2 separate regions of the Triticum aestivum genome follow, and region 1 is linked to region 2. A link is a contact called in public Hi-C data. All regions are on one chromosome and are shown on one strand. The core of a region is the stretch at or near the end of the contact, and the rest is flanking DNA. Distances in the headings are between cores, read along the strand shown.

Evidence for each region. Hi-C and Micro-C count contacts between places; a contact is called where the count stands out from the background.
Region 1: a Hi-C map of leaf shows a contact between it and region 2, with 5 times the contacts expected there. The contact joins the promoter of LOC123147452 here to the promoter of LOC123147451 in region 2. A contact is called at or near these places in 2 of 5 Hi-C or Micro-C datasets (both in leaf).

Annotation. Positions count from the first base shown.
Region 1 is chr7A:442,507,414-442,511,207 of IWGSC CS RefSeq v2.1, reverse strand. It overlaps LOC123147452 (BTB/POZ domain-containing protein At1g30440), which reads right to left and starts at 2,404. Exons shown (of 4, transcript XM_044566700.1): 1 at 1,734-2,404. The coding sequence starts at 1,792.
Region 2 is chr7A:441,781,222-441,785,013 of IWGSC CS RefSeq v2.1, reverse strand. It overlaps LOC123147451 (hydroxyproline O-galactosyltransferase GALT2), which reads left to right and starts at 2,499. Exons shown (of 7, transcript XM_044566699.1): 1 at 2,499-3,535. The coding sequence starts at 2,779.

The DNA.
Region 1 (3,794 bases), core at 1,155-3,654, 730 kb before region 2:
TCATGCAGAGCTTGAATGAGCTGCATTTAGTTCGGCCATCTATTCTAAAGTGAACATGAGCTCAATGTAGCAATTGAGCCTCGCTTGGGTGGGGGTAGATGTACAAACTCACTACCCTCCATGTCTATCCCTATTTCTTTTCTACTATTTCAACATGTAATTGTTCCTACATGTTCCAGCATTTTTGCTTCTTGGAAAAACATGGTATACTTTGGTGATCTTTGAGCTCATCAACGGAGTGAACTAAACTTAATGCACTACATAATCCAGCTGAATATCAACATCTTACATCAGCCCTAGCTTGTCTCATTAAGTTGAAAAATTTAGGGATAAAAAGGCCATGTGTTATCATGAATATTGTTCCAAATATTGGCCATGTGTTCAACCAGCATCTCGGTCAGTTAATCGCTACTCGGTGGGTCACCGAACAGCCGATTAACTGATTTCTTGGCCAATTAACTGGAAAATTCGCCTATTTGTCACTACTCAGCACCCGAACGATATGGTACTAGTTACCGATATCTTGAACATTGATCACGACCAGCTCCAAGGCACATTAATGTGCTTGACTTCCTAATTTCTAGACTGTATGCACACAGAACATGCACTAAAATATCCATGGTCAGAATTGAAAATAATAATCAAAGTTCATATGTCACAATTGTTTCTCTCTCTTGTAAATACAGGTTAGATGTATTTAGAAGTGTTGATCAAGTGATGTGCCTAATAAAGTTGGTTCTAAAAAAAGATTGCACTTAAATAGGATACAAGAGACCAAATAAGAGATTAGCTATAAGCCTTCTAACCGTAACCCAAAAGATAAAAAAAATCTCAAGTTTCAGATTTGTAGCAGTTTATTACATATTCCAGGACCGGTATCTGACGGAGTAATGCTCGGCATGATTGTGACGAGAGAACAGAATTTGGAGGCATCAATATGGCACATTTAGTGTCCAACATGTGCAGCTCCAGCAAGTACTGAACATAAGAACGGCCGGTCCCAAAAGTCAGGCGAGAGCGAGACAATATTTCTCATGGAAAGGGGGAATAAATGCTAATCCAGGACAGGCATTCTGCTCCATTTACCCACCACTGCCTTGATCTCAATAACACCCAAAAATGGTAGTATAAAAGGTAGGTTCCATTTTTCCACGAATAGATGAAGTCGTCCAAACGGTACGAGCATTGAATGCATCGAAATGACAGCCTTAGCATAATGATATTGATTAACAGGCTGTCTTTAGGTAAATAACTGGTAGTGAGTCCTCCCAGAAAGTTGCATCAGCTTAAAAACAAAAACGGTTGTAGTTTTCCTAGCTGGCCTGGGCTCGATGTTTTGATTAGAGCCTTCCATCCAGAAGGAGTTGGTTAGCATATTATAATCAGTACCCCAGATGAGGCCAACAGGAAGAGGTTGGGCCATGGATGATGCATGGGAGCTTCTAGTACACACATATGGCACCTATTCAATTATTTTTCTAATTCCTGAAAGAAGTAATGGCAGGTACATTTCCTATCGTGCCCAACCTCACACAGACAAACACTCCAATGTCTACGGTGGTAATTATGGCAGCAAATAGAGCAAGTAATGAAAACATTGCACGTATTAAAAGGTGAAGCAACTTTAATAAGATGTTAAAATTGTCATTTGCAACCATGAGGAAATGTGCAGGCTAGACATGGCAGAGGATCATGTTGGGGGAAATGAAGAAAGAGAGAGAAGCTGTTCATACCAGTCTTGACCCTGCTTCCTGAATACATCAGCCCTTGATCCCAGCTTGAGGCAGGCCATGTTAGGAGTCCCAGGTTCCAGCGGACGCCGCACTACATGAACGAGGCGGCCGGTTCCTTGGGATCAAAGGCAGAGAAAGATTCCGCCCCCCCGCACACACCAGAACCAAATCCTCGAGAAACCAAGGGAAAGAAAATAGAAAAGGAAAGCACTTTCCCCACACAGGAACACGCACGCAAAACCTCAATCTAGCCCAAAATCCCCCGAGACGTTGCTGCGATGTGGAAGGCGAAGGGCGCCCAGATTACGCGGAGAGGACGCACGAGATTGCACATCCACTGGTGAGGAGAGATTCCGGCGACCTCTGGAGACGTGGAAAAGAAGGGCCGGCGGACCTTTGGATAACTGTGGTACCTAACTAAGCCCACCCGCCGAATTACTCCTGGATTCTGCCGCCCAAGATCCCGACTCAACGAAGGAATAGACCGTCCCGGAAGAAGAAGATGAGGAAGAGAGGTCGATGACCAGTGGTTTGTTGGTTTGTTTGTTTATGGGGACTGGAAGTGTGGGGGAGTAGGAATGTTGTGGCAGGCAGGGAAGGGGATCCAAGAACATTCTCTTCTTTGGCTCGGTGTACTAGTACTAGTAGTCCTGCCGTGGTGTGGATTTGGGTGGGCTTCACAGCTTCCTATGGAGAAAAGGACACCAAACGGAAAGGAGACGGGGAGGGGGGAGGAGGAAGGCAGCCAGGCTGTGGGCCCAGACCCAGCAGGCCCGAATGCACTTTGGCTTGGCTGCATTGTATTTTTTTTTACCAAACCTTCCCGTCGTCAAAAAAATTTTCACCCCGCTTTATAAATAAAGCAACCACGGGGCACAAAGTTATCAAGGTACCAACCGAACAACACACAACGCCGCCGCAGGCAAAATCCAACACACACACAAACACACAACACCCAGGTTCAGCTGTGGGCACAGCACAACAAGCCCAACATACACACACGACATGCACAACACATAAACGGCGGTGGCGGCGAAGTAGAGAAGATCTAATCCGGCTCCGGTGGTGGGGAAAGCGGTGGAGCCATCCGGAGAGCCATCACACGAAGCTGGATGATGATGGAGGTGATGGCGTCTCTCTCCCTGGGGCGGCTAAGCGGCCGCCAAAGCTACAAGTAACCAGACCATTTGAACAAAGCATCAGTAGCGCGGCGAAGAGGGATACGCTGAATCACAAGCTTATTCCTAACAGTCCACAGCGTCCAGGCAAGCACCCCAATGATCAGCCACCTAATGTGGCGAGCCGGAGGTGCTAACGCCTGGAGTTCGGCAAAAAAGGCGGGAAAGTTGTTGTGGTCCCAGCTTCCACCCACTATCTCACGGAAATAGTTCTAGAGGAACTGCGCGGATACGCAGGAGAAGAAGATATGGTTTGAGTCCTCTTCAGGCCCGCAGAGCAGGCAACGCCCATCACCAGGGCCGTTGCGTTTCATGATTCCAATCTACTTCCTTCGTTTCTAAATATAAGTCTTTTTAGACATTTCAAATGGACTACAACATACGGATGTATGTAGACATATTTTAGATTATAAATTCACTCATTTTGCTCCGTATGTAGGCACTTGTTGAAATCTCTAAAATGACTTATATTTAGAAACGGAGGGAGTATTCATCTACGATCATGCCAGTACAACAAACAGTAAAGTTACATTCAGATCCGGGACACCACCTAGCCAGGTTGTACACTGAAACAAGCCGAAGGTGTGGTGTCGTCATCACCCCCCTCCCTCCCTCGTCGGGGCTGGGCAAAACTTGTTGTTAGGAGCAGATCCATCAAAGACCACCACCAACTAAATCTCGTGAAACATACCTCCACACGGGCTCCGACGATGCTAGAAGCACCACTGAGATGGGGGCTAGGCAGGGAAAATCTTATTCCATCTTCAGGGAGACGCCGTCGTCTCACTTTCATGAGCAGAACACAAATCCTAACCGATTCAAAGAAACATCTAACAACTGAGCCTTCCCGACGACAGTGGTCGGGATCCACCACACGCCCATG
Region 2 (3,792 bases), core at 1,250-3,749:
TGTGGAGCGGTGGGGAGGAAGAGGGGGTCGTGGCGGAGCTGCTGAGCTAGTCGGGGGAGCGAGGGGTGGCCGGAGATGGCTGCTGTGGCGAACGGCGGCGACGGTGGTGTTCGGCCGTGAGAGAGAGAGAGCGAGGAAGAGGAGGGAAGAGCCGGGAGAGAGTGAGAGAGAGCAGGGGGAATCGGGACGGCCTGCGGGAGTCGTCCACGCGGCCAGGAGCTCGTCGGCAAGCAGGAGGTGGCCGCGCGGCCGTGCGCGTGCGAGCACGCAGCAGCTTCGGGGCGAGGGGAGGAAGACGACGGAGGGCTGCAGTGGTGGGTTGGGCCGGCCAGCTGGCTGGGCCGGCCAGCTGGCTGGGCCGCACAGTGGAGGAGCCCAGGTAAGCTCCTCCTGTTATATATTTTTCTGTTTTCTAATTTCTGACATTTGTTTTGATTTTAAAAAAAATATTAAATCATTTATTTAACTTATGCCAATTTTTGCAGGAGCTATATATATTATTCCAGAGCTCTTTTATAAATGGCATAATATTTGGGCATATATTAATATATATAATTAATATATTTCCAATGCAAATAGTTATGCATTAATTCCAAATGCCCAAAATAAATGTCCATGAGCCACTAAAAATATTGGTTTGATTTTTATCTCTGTCCAATATTTTCAGAGAGCAACATGAACATTTTCTTGGATCCTTTTGGAGAAATTTTTATTTGGGTCATTTTCAAAATGATTCTGAGGGTTTCACAGATCCCCATTTCAAGTTTCTGATGAAAGAGTAAACATGATGCAACACTCTAATGCATGGCTAACTAGGATGTGACAAGGACTCTCTCCTAGCGCGAGGCCTGAAGGAGTGATGGTAGATCTAATATGGATTCGGTTTCCAACCGACGCAACCTTGAGTGGCACGCCAACCAACGGTCCGGAAGCCTCCAGTGTGCTCGGTAGGGTGGCAAATGCGCCCGGAAGTACCAGAGGGGAGTTCGCACAAAGGGGTTGCCCAGGTTCAGGCCCTCGTGGTGAGGTAATACCCTACATCCTGCTTCTGGTTTGTATTCGTGTTGGAGCACCTCTTGCGAGGGGGTTACAATGGAGAAAGGTATATGGCTATCGAGAGTATAGTCTATGTTGTAGATCAGAATATCTACCCCTATCCCCATCTTATATAGACGACGTGGGCTAGGGTTTACATGGGGTTCGATGATCTCATGTCGCCGCCATCTTGGCTTGCACACCAAGATGTTCTCTTGATCTCGGGCCTCCGGGCTGCCCCCTCACGCCAGACCATTGCCAGGCCACCTGCGCCCCGAGGTGGGCTTGCAACCAGGTTTCCTACCAAGGGGCCACCTCTGGTGTATTACACCATCATAAAACCTCGTCCCATGTGTGGACAAGGAGTTAGACGCCTGGCTGGCTCTCTACCGGTCCCGTGAGGAATCTCAAGCTTTGCCTTTGGAGTCACTTCAGCGAGAATTCATTGCGTACGCGCAAGTGGGGCTTGGATCCAGTGGCGCCGGCGACTTGAGGCACGTGACCACGCCGGAACCAAAGGCGATGAGTACCGGCTGGAGGTATCAACGCGCCGAATCGGACGACTCTAGGTTGGCAACACAACCCTTGCGGTGGAGCCTTGTCCTGCGATGCCAGGCTCCAAATCTGAGGTCCAACGCTGTGAGACGACACAATCATAGATGCCTTGAGGAGCGGTGTGCCCACCGTGCGAGGAAGAAGTTGTGCGCACCGCGGAGGCCGAGTCGTACACCGCATCAGACCAGCCCGCGGAAGATAAGAGCGTGGATGCCCTTTTGTGCCTGCATCCTGCGAAGTGGGAAGTCTGAACAACGTGTGCCCTCGCACTGGAGCAAACCCAGGCAGTTAGGTCAGTCCGTGCCCTGGCCGGACTGCCCACGAAAGAGGAGGAGTAGTAGGAGGAGGAGGCCGGTGACGCACCCGACAACTACGATAGTGAGCGGATCCGACTTGACCTATATTGCATTTTCGACCGCTACTTCCGCGGCGACGATCATAACAAGGGCAAGGGATAGAACAAGGGCAAGGACAACATCAGGTGAACTTTCTCAATAGATAACTAGAACATGTAAATTTTTGATAGTCCGATGAGATATATAAGAACTCTTACTTTTGTAATGTGCGTTGATGAACTACCTACACTGTTTTTAACGTTGCATGAACTGTTTTTAACACTGTTTTGTCAATCCACCGTTATCGGTATTTTTTTTTATAATTGTGCTGCTTTCGCCCCAGCTTATATTGTTGGTTGTAATATAAAGCGGGGAAACCCTTTTTCGTATCGTGGTCTTGAAACGAGGGGAGGGGTACAGGGGTGACGCTTGCAGCTGTAGATGCTGTAACCCGACGTGGCAAACACCGCTCGACCGGACTAAACCGGGCAGCCACTCACGCGCCTCGTCGAGTCCCACTCGGCCGGCCGGAACCAAACCAAACAAGAAGGAAAACATGTCCACATCACGGGCGGCCAGCCAGCCAGCCACGACGCCCCTCCATTTCTCCCCACTGCCCGACCTCCCCGCACGCACGCGCGAGCATCTCCAACTCCGCCCCCGCCTCCGATTCCACGCCTCCTCTGCGCGCGCCAGATCCGGCCGGCGCACCGCCTCCGCTGGCCGGCGGCAGGCGTGACGCGGCGGGCCTGCCCTCGCCGCGCGCTTGACTACAGAGAGATCGCTGTCGCCGTCCACTGCGGGGCCCGAGAGCGCGAAGGTGGGGTTGGCTACGGGCCGCTGAGCGAGGGCAATGGCGCGGCGGTGGCGGCCGTCGCACCTTGTGTTCGTCGCGGGGGTGGCCTATCTCATCCTCATCTCCCTCAAGTTCCGCCGCGTCCTCGACCTTGCCACCGCCGACCTCGCCGCTGTTGACTCCGCCTTCTCCTCCCCATCCTCCACCGACCACCTTCCCCCTCTCCTCCCAGGCAACTCGTCCTCCTCCAATGCCACCCTGTTCCAGGTCCAGCCCTTCTGGCACCGCTACGACCGCGTCTCCCTCCCCGACATCGCCGCTCGCAACCGCTCCGCGCTCGACCGCATGGCCGACGACGCCTGGTCGCTCGGGCTCACCGCCTGGGAGGACGCCGCAGCCTTCGCCGGGGACCCCTGGGAGCTCGCCGCCGTCGATGCCGCCTCTACCGACAAGTGCCCCGCCGCCGTCTCCGTGCGCGCGCGGGGGAGGGTCGTCTTCCTGCCCTGCGGCCTCGCCGCTGGCTCCGCTGTCACCGTCATCGGCACGCCTAGGTCAGCGCACAAGGAATACGTGCCGCAGCTCGCCAGGATGCGCCAGGGGGACGGGACCGTGCACGTCTCGCAGTTCATGGTCGAGCTGCAGGGCCTGCGCGCCGTTGACGGCGAGGACCCACCCAGGATACTGCACCTTAACCCCAGGCTGAGGGGGGACTGGAGCCAGCGCCCCATCATCGAGCACAATACCTGCTACCGGATGCAGTGGGGCTCCGCACAGCGCTGTGACGGCTTGCAGCCCGAGGACAACGACGACAAGGGTACATCCTTTTCCTTCTTCAGCAATGCTAGCTTGGACCTTAAGATGTTCTTTCCCGAGTGAGCAGCTCTTGTTATTTGTTACTAGTAATGTGGTTAAGATTAATTTATATTGCATCGTCAAATTAGCGCGGAGGTAAATCGATTGCATTGCCAGCCTGATGCCATATTGCCATGTTTCTATTTACAACTTACTAGTTAACCATTACAGCTGCTATAATGTACCTCTACCAACTGACAATCACAAGTTTACAACTCC